Regions from separate parts of the Mus musculus genome. Here region 2 is linked to region 1. Evidence: chromatin contacts called from public HiChIP or PLAC-seq data. All regions are on one chromosome and are shown on one strand. The core of a region is the stretch at or near the end of the contact, and the rest is flanking DNA. Distances in the headings are between cores, read along the strand shown.

Evidence for each region. HiChIP or PLAC-seq counts read pairs in DNA pulled down with a chosen protein or histone mark.
Region 2: an H3K27ac HiChIP or PLAC-seq map of microglia shows a contact between it and region 1, with 4 times the contacts expected there. The contact joins two enhancer-like sites. A contact is called at or near these places in 1 of 39 promoter capture datasets (neural stem cells), 2 of 115 datasets of contacts at active chromatin or transcription factors (microglia and pancreatic cancer cells) and 2 of 9 other capture datasets (adipose tissue and pancreatic islet).

Annotation. Positions count from the first base shown.
Region 1 is chr4:132,492,392-132,497,224 of GRCm38.p6, reverse strand. Sesn2 (sestrin 2) reads left to right here. Exons shown (of 10, transcript NM_144907.1): 8 at 150-340; 9 at 2,617-2,761; 10 at 3,423-4,421. The coding sequence ends at 3,509. Among named protein-coding and RNA genes, the nearest start is that of Sesn2, 16 kb to the left of the region's middle. Within about 2 kb of position 2,479, at least 65 of the 459 cell types and tissues checked have an H3K27ac peak or open chromatin away from gene starts, as enhancers often do. A contact at or near this core is called in adipose tissue and microglia, where this site is marked.
Region 2 is chr4:132,745,416-132,750,248 of GRCm38.p6, reverse strand. It overlaps Smpdl3b (sphingomyelin phosphodiesterase, acid-like 3B), which reads left to right. Exons shown (of 8, transcript NM_133888.2): 2 at 3,558-3,771. Among named protein-coding and RNA genes, the nearest start is that of Smpdl3b, 9.3 kb to the left of the region's middle. Within about 2 kb of position 2,423, at least 202 of the 459 cell types and tissues checked have an H3K27ac peak or open chromatin away from gene starts, as enhancers often do. A contact at or near this core is called in adipose tissue and microglia, where this site is marked.

The sequences.
Region 1 (4,833 bases), core at 1,230-3,729:
GTTGGTTTCTCGGGCTCAGCACAAGCAGTATACAGGCAGGGTATGTTATGCAAAGCTAAAGTGTGACTCCTAGACGTCCCGAGGCCAGATCTCTGGCCAGCCTTGGCCTTCCGAAGTCTTGGTCAGTGACCTCTTTCCCCGTTCCTCAGGATTATACCTGGGAAGACCATGGCTACTCGCTGATCCAGAGGCTCTACCCTGAGGGAGGGCAGCTGCTGGATGAGAAGTTCCAGGTAGCCTGCAGCCTCACCTATAACACCATCGCCATGCACAGTGGCGTGGACACCTCCATGCTCCGCAGGGCCATCTGGAACTACATCCACTGCGTCTTTGGCATCAGGTGAGCATGTGTCCCCCGGGCTTAGGTCCCTAGGGTCCTGAGGGTCGCTCCTGAGCTCACGGTCGCTTTCACTTCTTGCGCTTGCCTTGGCTATAATAAATCCTCCAGCCACGCTTATGACTATGCGGTTTAAAGCTGGTAAGAACGCTCGATGTTCAGACTTTCTAAACAAGACTCTTTAATCTCTCCCAGATATAACGAACTCGGCTTTGCTTTGGTGTCTTAGGAAGACTAAGGATTAAACCCAGGGCTTTGTGGACCGAGTGAAGCACTCTTTGTTTCATTTTATTTTATTTTGTGTTGTTTTATGTCATTTTCCTTATTTATTTTTGATGTTTTGGGGTAGGGTCTCACTCTGTAACCTCAGCGAGCCTAGAACGTGTATGCTTCGGGCTAACCTTGAACTTGTTACAATCCTCCTGCCTTAGCATCTTAGCTGCTGGGCTTTCAGACCTACTCCAGCAAACAAAGTACTCTAGCTTATGATTTCATGTGTTTTTGTGCGTGCATTCACACACCTCTACGCAAATACGTACATAAACATGTGCATACGTTGTAAATTTCCAATAGCATATCTTTTCTCACAGTAAATAAGGACAGCACAGATGCATAGCAGAGTACTTTAAATAAATAATGATATTTCCATTCATAACCTATTATGCAGCTCATGGAAATTATACACGAGAGCCAGGCGTGTGGACAGTGGTCACGTATACAGAATAAATAGAATTGTGAGATACATTTTTTATCTTGTTAAATCTCTTCCTGACTTCAAAACAATTGTGTGTATTTTATTTCTTTGTATGCATGTTTGTGCACACATACACATGTGAGGCACAGCCTACATGTGGAGGTGAGAAGAAAACTTGCTGGAGTTGGTTCTCCCCTTCCACCATTTGGAACCCCAGGGATCAGACCTGGGTCATCTGTCTTGCCAGCCAGCTCCTTTAGCCATTGAACCGTCTCGCCTGTCCGCTGACTGGTGTTTGAGGAAGGCCTTTTTAGGAGTCCTGTGCTATTTACTGTTGAGTATTTAGGGTTTTTTCAGGGTGGGCTTGGTTTTCCTTTTGTTCCTTTTCCCCCTTCCCTATGTTCTCCTCTCTCCCCACCCCCAAGGCGGCTCGGAGGCTCTGTTGGGCCAGACCTGGGACTCCTCTGCCTCTTTGGCCACCAGCACTGTCGGCAGTTTTTACTCTTAGAAACAGTTTGCACTGGCCACTCTCCCACACATGTTCTTATAGGTAAATGCCCAAAATAACATGACTTATCCAAGAGATACAGAGAGAACTTTGTTTCTTTCTGAGATGTGGTCTCATGGTAGCCCAGGGCACCTTGAACTCAGAGCTGACTGTCTGTTTCAGTCTTTCTAATGCTGGGATTGCAGCTGGGAGCTGAGCCCCTGGCTCCTGACTTTTTCTGTTTTGTTTTGTTTTGTTTTTTCCTTTACTTTTCTTTATTTTCTTTCTTTTAATTGATTTATTTTCATGTATACCTGTAAATCCAGCACTGGAAAGGCCAAGACAGGAAGATCAGGAGTTCATGGCCACCCTTGGCTATTTAACAAGTTCAACAGCTGGGCTACAGGACTCTCCAAACAACAACCATAAAACCCAGCCGCACTCTTCAGGGGCTCACCTAATTTTACTGCTCTCAGGTGTTTCCCTCCTGCCTTCTGTCCAGGCACACATAGAAACCAGACTAGGAAGGGAGAGACCGTGGCTGCTCACTCTATGCTCACTCGCTTGCTTTGGATTTCAAATGAGTTAACTGCCTTCTCTAGACCTCATTTGGTCCAGAGGTAGCATTAACCCTGTCTGCTTTGTCCTCAACCGCTCCATTCTTCTTCATGGTTAGCCCTCCCTGACCTTCATGTCTTTTACTATAGGACAGTAAGTGTGGGAGAGCCGCATTTGAAAGTCACTGTCTACTGTCTCGGGAAAGGGCCTTCTTTGAATCTCAGGAAAATTAAATTGATGAACATCGAGTATTGTATATGACTGGAGTGTATACTCTCGAGGGCTCATGACTGGCAGACAGTCAGAGCTCAGTAGCGCACGCCCGCTGTCAGTGTTACTTGGAGTGTTCCTCTGTGAGCCTGGTTACCTCTGATGACATATGATGTCAGCTGTTTTTCTAAGAGGAACCAGGCTTCTCGCGGCTTCCCACCTTCTCGCTTTTCTGGCCACTCTGTTCCTCCTTCTGTGGGGTGGGGGCAGGGGAGCCAGGCTGCTTCTGGGAGCAGAGCATGAGCAATGCTTGTCGGGTCCATCCATCAGATACGATGACTATGATTACGGCGAGGTAAACCAGCTCCTGGAACGGAACCTCAAAATCTATATCAAGACGGTGGCCTGCTACCCTGAGAAGACGACCCGTAGGATGTACAACCTCTTTTGGAGGCACTTCCGCCACTCAGAGAAGGTAATGGTGACTCGGACGTGGGAGGGGCTACCGAAGAGTCAGGGGACCAAGTGACTGTCCTGCTGGGTGGTACACCTAGGCCTGTTGTCCCAGGTTAAATTCTATTCTACTATGTAATTTCAGATTTCATTTAAATTGGGCACTTTATTCCCTGTTTTCCACAGGTTAGGTGGGCATAAATGCAGATTTTTTATTTGTATGGGTTTTTTTTTTTTTTTGAGACTTTTTTCTGTGTAACCTTGATTTGTCCTGGAACTCACTCTGTAGACCAGGCTGGCCTCAAACTCACAGATATCTGCCCGCCTCTGCCCCCTGGGTGCTAGCATGAGCCACCACCACCACCTGGCCCTAGGTGTGGGTCTTAATCCTCACGTAGGAGCAGTGTGACTTTGGGCAAGTTACCTCTGAGTGTCTCCCCTTTATAATGACAAGGGACAAAATGACACTATGGATGGAGACATTTGATCCAGCCTTAGAACCAGTTAGCTGGAAGCTCTTCTTTTCAGACTTGGGAGGCAAAGCAATCATCTCTACGAGATTGTGCTGAGTTTTAGCAGAAAGGCCAGGGCATCTTGGTGGGAGGCGCTGGTGGAGTGAGTGGCAGGGAACCGGTCGACTGGAAGATGAGTTGTCAGCCAGCCTCGTCCTCTCCCATCCCCAGGTTCATGTGAACTTGCTGCTCCTTGAAGCCCGCATGCAAGCGGCCCTGCTCTATGCCCTGCGCGCCATCACCCGCTACATGACCTGACTACCCCGTACGCAGGACCAGCACCAGGAGCAGCTGACCCTGGTCCACCGTCCTCTGTGCAAGGACTTCTGTGTCTGGAGACAGATCTGGGAAGGACCCTTTCTGTCTCATGTCTATCCACCACATGCTGGGGATGGGCATGTCTGTGGCCCCAGGCAGCCATCAGGGCAAGCCACATTTTCCTTTTCCTCACTGGACTGAACAGGACCGTCGCACTGACTTTGGGGTCTGAGCTCTGTACCTGGAGCTGGAAGAAGATTCGGAAAGGCCAAGGGCCACATCCCCTTTTCTTCCCCTGCTCCTAAAAGCAGAGGAAGGCTACAGAGCTAAGGCTGGGCCCCAGGCACCACAAAAGCTGCCTTCCTGGACTGGGAAGCCCCTGGCTGCCTGTGTGGGAGAGGAGTAAGGACCTCCAGGGACTAGCACTCCAGGAAGTTTGCCTTCCCGCCTTCCCTCCTTCCTCATTCTCCAGTTTCATCAGCCCCCCAACCTGCCTCCCACCCATCAATGTGAAAGTTGGACTCACAGCTGGTCTGTGTGCCCAGTTCCCCTAGAGCCTGTTCTGCTGGGCAGCCTGTTCTTTGGTTACCTGAGTAGGGGTTCAGTTCTTCTGTCTCCTTTGCCCTCATACCCTTTTCTCCCATGCCTGGTGGTGTGGGGCCTGGGAGAGGGGCCAAACATATCCAAAGAACACACTGTCTCTGGAGAGTTGGAGCCCGTGGTGGTCTCCCTGCTGTCTGAAGAGTAAGGAGTGGCTGTTGGTGAACTCTGTATTTGGGTCTTGAGGACCTCACTGTGGAGCCAGAGTCAATCTGTCCCTCTAGATGGTATTGCCACACGGAGGCTGGCATCCTGACCTCCTTATCCCTTGGGTTCTGCCAAGAATGCTTGCCAAAAACAAACAAACAAAAACAAAAAAACCTGAGCCTTTCTTAGGTGACACCAGGCTCCACCCAGTAAGATGCATATACCAAGGTTCTCTTTCCCTGGGCCGCATGGCTCCACTCCTTGGACCTCACATTGGAGACTGGGGGGATTGGCTTACATTTCTTAAGATTTGACGCTTTCCTCTGGGCTCTCTGGCCAAACCATCAGCAGCAGACTGATTTTTCTCGCAAGACCTTGAAGGCCCCTGGGGACCCTTATTCCACAGTCAGCCTTTCCTGGCTGCCTTCCAAGGGACACCACCCCCATCCCAGTGTCCCATCTGTCCCCTCTCCCGGATTTAAATGGATGACTTGGCAGAAGCAGCCACCACCGACAAGCACTTTGCAGAGCAAACAACTGTGAATTCTGATGTCCCTTCCCCTTCCACCAGCAGCAG
Region 2 (4,833 bases), core at 1,174-3,673, 250 kb before region 1:
CGTGCGCCACCACTGCCTGGCTGCTCTTATTTTTTTTAAGATTTAATTAATTACGTGTGTGCCTCTGTAAGTGCAAGTGTGTGGATGCCCAAGGCAAGCGTCGGGTGTCTGACGTCTGTCACTCTCTGTCTATTCTTTTGAGGCAGGGTCTCTCCTTCAAGATGGGGCTTGTGGGTTTTTTTTACAAGTCCCAGACATCCTCCTGTCTCTTTTCCTGACAAAGCTGGGGTGATGATTAATACTTTTTTTTTTAAGATGTATTTTATTTGTGAGTACACTGTAGCTGTCTTCAGACACTCCAGAAGAGGTCATCAGATCCCATTACAGATGATTGTGAGCCACCATGTGGTTGTTGGGAATTGAACTCAGGACCTCTGGAAGAGTCATCACTGCAGCCCCTTGGTTAATACATCTTAACAGCCAGTTTCCTGGGATCAAAGAATTACAATAGTCCCATTTGCCACCTCTGAGTCAGGGAGGTTGACTTATCTCTCAAATCAGCATAAGAATCCTTACTTTAATCCCTGCACTAAGAGGCAGAGGCAGGCGAATTTCTGAGTTCAAGGCCAGCCTGGTCTACAGAGTGAGTTCCAGGACAGCCAGGACTGCACAGAGAAACTCTGTCTCGAAACAAAAAACAAAAAAACGAAAACAAAAACAAAAAAAAAGAAAGAAAGAAAAAAGAAAAAGAAAAACAACAATAACAAAAAAATCCTTACTTCAGGCAGTGGTGGTGCATGCCTTTAATTCTGGCATTCTAGAGGCAAGGGCAGGCAGATCTCTGAGTTCAAGGTCACCCTGGGCTACAGAGTGTGTTCCAGGACAGCCAGAGCTCCATAGGAAAGCCCTGTCTTAAAACCCCACTCACCCTCTAACCTCTTCAAAAAAAAAAAAAAAAAAAAAGAGTCTTTACTTCAACTGCTTAGTGGTGGCACACACCTTTCGTACTTGGAAGGCCGAATGGGGGAAGGTTCACCTGAACTCGTGCCATCTGTCTGAGCACTGTAATATGATTTTTCTCAAAACAAGGCAATGCGGGGAGGGCTAGGAATATGTTCAGTAGTAGAGCATGCAGGACGCCCTGAGTTTGATTTACAGCAACACACACACACACACACACACACACACACACACACACACCCAACTCACACATACACACACCACACACACCAGACACACACACCCACCACACCCAACATACCACACACACACACCCAACTCAGAGGTGTTGGGGCCTCTGGATGTAGTTTCACTTTGACTAGTTACTGACAACTGGTATGGCCTCACCACTAGCCAGGACTTTCTGGAATGAAGAAATGTTCACTGTGGCTGACATCAGAGAGACCAAGTGGTTGGTGCTTGTGGTTAACTGAAAAAGATCATCCTTGAGGCAGGGCAATGCCTCTGCCCGGGTCCTCCGAGGACACCAGACGGAAGTTGGTAACATTAGGCTGGTTGCATTAGGCTGGCCAGCTTGGCCTAACGCATGGCCAGAGGCACGAGCTAGCAGATGCCATGGCACTTGGAAGGTACACTAACCCATCCACTTGCTGAATAGAATGAGGCATTTAATCCCTTTACCCTGGCTTAGGGTTTTGCTCCTGTAGGAATTATTTCAAATATATTAGGGGTTGAAATCTGTATGGAAAGGTTAAATCCCTTCCTATTATAAATAAAAATTTCGGGCTGGTGAGATGGCTCAGTGGGTAAGAGCACCCGACTGCTCTTCCACAGGTCTGGAGTTCAAATCCCAGCAACCATATGGTGGCTCACAACCATCCACAACCATCCGTAACAAGATCTGACTCCCTCTTCTGGAGTGTCTGAAGACAGCTACAGTGTACTTACATATAATAAATAAATAAATAAATCTTTAAATAAATCTTTAAATAAATAAATAAATAAATAAAATTTTCATTTGGGTAAAAAATTCAAAATGTAAGCTCACACTGTCAACTGAGACACCCATCTAAGACAGTAGGGTACTGGGCTCACCAGACAGCAATCACATCTCCTTAGAGAGTCTGAGCCATAGGACCGGACCCACTGGCCACGTGATCTCAGGCCTGGTGACCTCTGAACTTTGCTTCCTTATCAGGAAAGTGGACCTTAGTAATCCAAGCTTCCCAGGGCTGTGGGCAGGGCAGCGGTACTGCGTACGGGAGGGGTAATGATTTGCTTAATCAGACATTCATACCTTAGTGTAAGCAAGTTTTAGGTCCTTTCCACAAATCAGGCATAGGTCAGGAAAGGCAGGCAAGGTCTTTTTCTTTCCCTAAGCTCCTAAGAGCACCTGTGAAGAGAAGTTTAGGACTGACAGGAGCCAGGGCCTGTTTTGGTTTCACATTCAAGTTCTGGTCCCAGCCTTAGACTCGGCTTCCTGTAGGGAAGGAAGCAGGCTTCATTCACAGTTTGAGGAAGTGGAGGAGGAAGTTACATAGGCGGTGGCTGGTGAGGTAATTCCCCCGGCTTCTCCCAACACCAGCCCAGAACACTGGATCGAGGGCAGAGGCTACACCTACTTTCAATATGCAGTCTGCAGTCATGGAGAGCTGGGTGTGCTGGTGTGCACCAGTAGGCCTAGCACTTGGGAGACTGACGTAGGAGGATCTTGGGTTCAAAGCCAGTTCTGTCTCAGAGAGAGACAGACAGACAGACAGAGACAGAGAGAGACTGGTTATGCAGCTCCGTGCTCCACCTTGCTGGCTTCTATTTCCTTTCTCTGTGTTACATTAGATTCCCTTGGTTTGGAGCAAAATCCTGTCAAACACTATAACAAACTTGCCTCCCACAGTGCATGCTGACGTCCTGTCGTGGTGAGCACACCCATGTGAGGAGCACCGTCCCATGGGATAGTCCATCATCCTCTGTTGTGCTCCCCTCTCATTCCCACACAGACTCCCCAGGGTTTCAAGGTCTCCCAACTCATTTGTGTGTAAGCCTTCTCCCCCAGGTCCAATTTTGGTTTTTTTTTTTTTTTTTTTTTTTTTTTGCTCATATCTCACTGAGGTATGCAGGGTCTGGACCTAGCCATAGGCTCTCTGAGTGACTGAACTTGCCCAAGGCCATCCAGCTCCTTGGTGGATCCCGAGTCTGACTGTTCAAACCTATACACTTTTCTCACCTTAATTTGCAAACCAGCACCTGGTTCAGCACTTTGAGGGTCATATGACCCCGTCTCTTATGCACCTTCTGTCAGTACAGGGATGGCAATGGTAAGAACCTTCAACAGGAAGTCACTGGCGGGGGCTGGAGAGACAGTGGTTAAGAGCACCGACTGTATTTCCGCGAAGGTCCTCAGTTCAAATCCCAGCAACCACATGGAGGCTTACAACCATCTGTAATGACATCTGATGCCCTCTACTGGTGTGTCTGAAGACAGCTACAGTGTACTTACATATAAAAAATAAATAAATCTTTAAAAAAAAAAAGAAGTCACTGGCTGAACAGAGCTGGTCCGTAGAACTTTTTCTGGAAACCTGGTGTCCAGAGGAGCCTGTGTTTATCTCAGGGCCGCTTCCTCATCCAGTATTGAGGGAGGTTCTCTTTCCCCACAGGGAGGTTCTGGCACATCTCCGACCTGCATCTGGACCCCAACTACACCGTATCCAAAGACCCCCTCCAGGTGTGCCCGTCGGCCGGCTCCCAGCCTGTGCTAAATGCTGGCCCCTGGGGGGACTACCTCTGCGATTCTCCTTGGGCCCTTATCAACTCGTCCTTGTATGCCATGAAGGAGATTGAACCAAAGCCTGACTTCATTCTCTGGACAGGGTAAGAGCAGTCGGATTTCACCTGTGAGCCGGGCCCCTCACCTCCTCTGTCTCTTTTAATCTTCATCTCAGGTGAATATGCAGGATGTAGAGAACTTGGCCAATCAGCCTGGCACTTGCTCAGTCCTGGGGTAGACACTGGGGAACTGAGATGGTAGAGACAGGGACTGGCCCTCAGAGGGCCTTAGACTTCCAGAGGATCCAGGTGAGCCCAGGGTCCATACTTTTCCAGCCAGCAGGGAGCCACCTGTGGGGGTATGCAAATTGCACAAGGAACCTGATCCACATAGCAGCATAGGAAAGGACTTCCTACAGGATGTGGTGACCCAGGTGTGAGGACCAGGTTCAAGGACAGTTCCAGGTGCTCCCTCTGCCAGTCTCAGTGGATGATTCTAGGAGCTGGGATGAACCCATGACGTTCTTGACTGTCCCTCATTATGAGATGGGAGTGATCATGCCATGGGCTCCATGCAGGAGGAGTGGAAAGGCTAACCCCCTTAAGGAATATGGCAATGTGTCAGGAGGACCTGGTCAGTCCTCAGTTTCTTTGTTTTGGTGGCAGGTACTGGGGTGGGGCTCTGTTTCCAGACAGGGTCTCTCTGTGTCGTCCTGGCTTCCCTAAAACTCACTTTGTAGACCAGGCTGGCCTTGAACTTAGAGATCTGCCTGCCTCTGCCTCTGCCTCTGGAGTGCTGGGACTAAAGTCATGTGCCACCACTGCCCAGCCATTTCTCAGTTTCTTGGGCCCAGAAATCAATAGACTCCTTTGAGGGGTCTTGCTTGGGGGGAAGGGCTCTGAGGAAGGGCCCTTAAAAACCGTAACACTGTGAAATACAGACTCTGGGAGAGACACTGGGAAACCTGTGATCCCTCCCCAGGTGGAACATTTTTCTAGAAGCCTCTAGGAGCTTGCAGCACCGAATGCATGCCTGTGGAAGATGACTTTTAGGGTCGTAGCTCTTTTGTTATAAAGACATCTCCCAGAGAGCTGTGTAGAAATCCAATGTTTTATTTTTATTTAGTATATGACTCTATGGTTAGGTATCCATTATTATCCATTTTA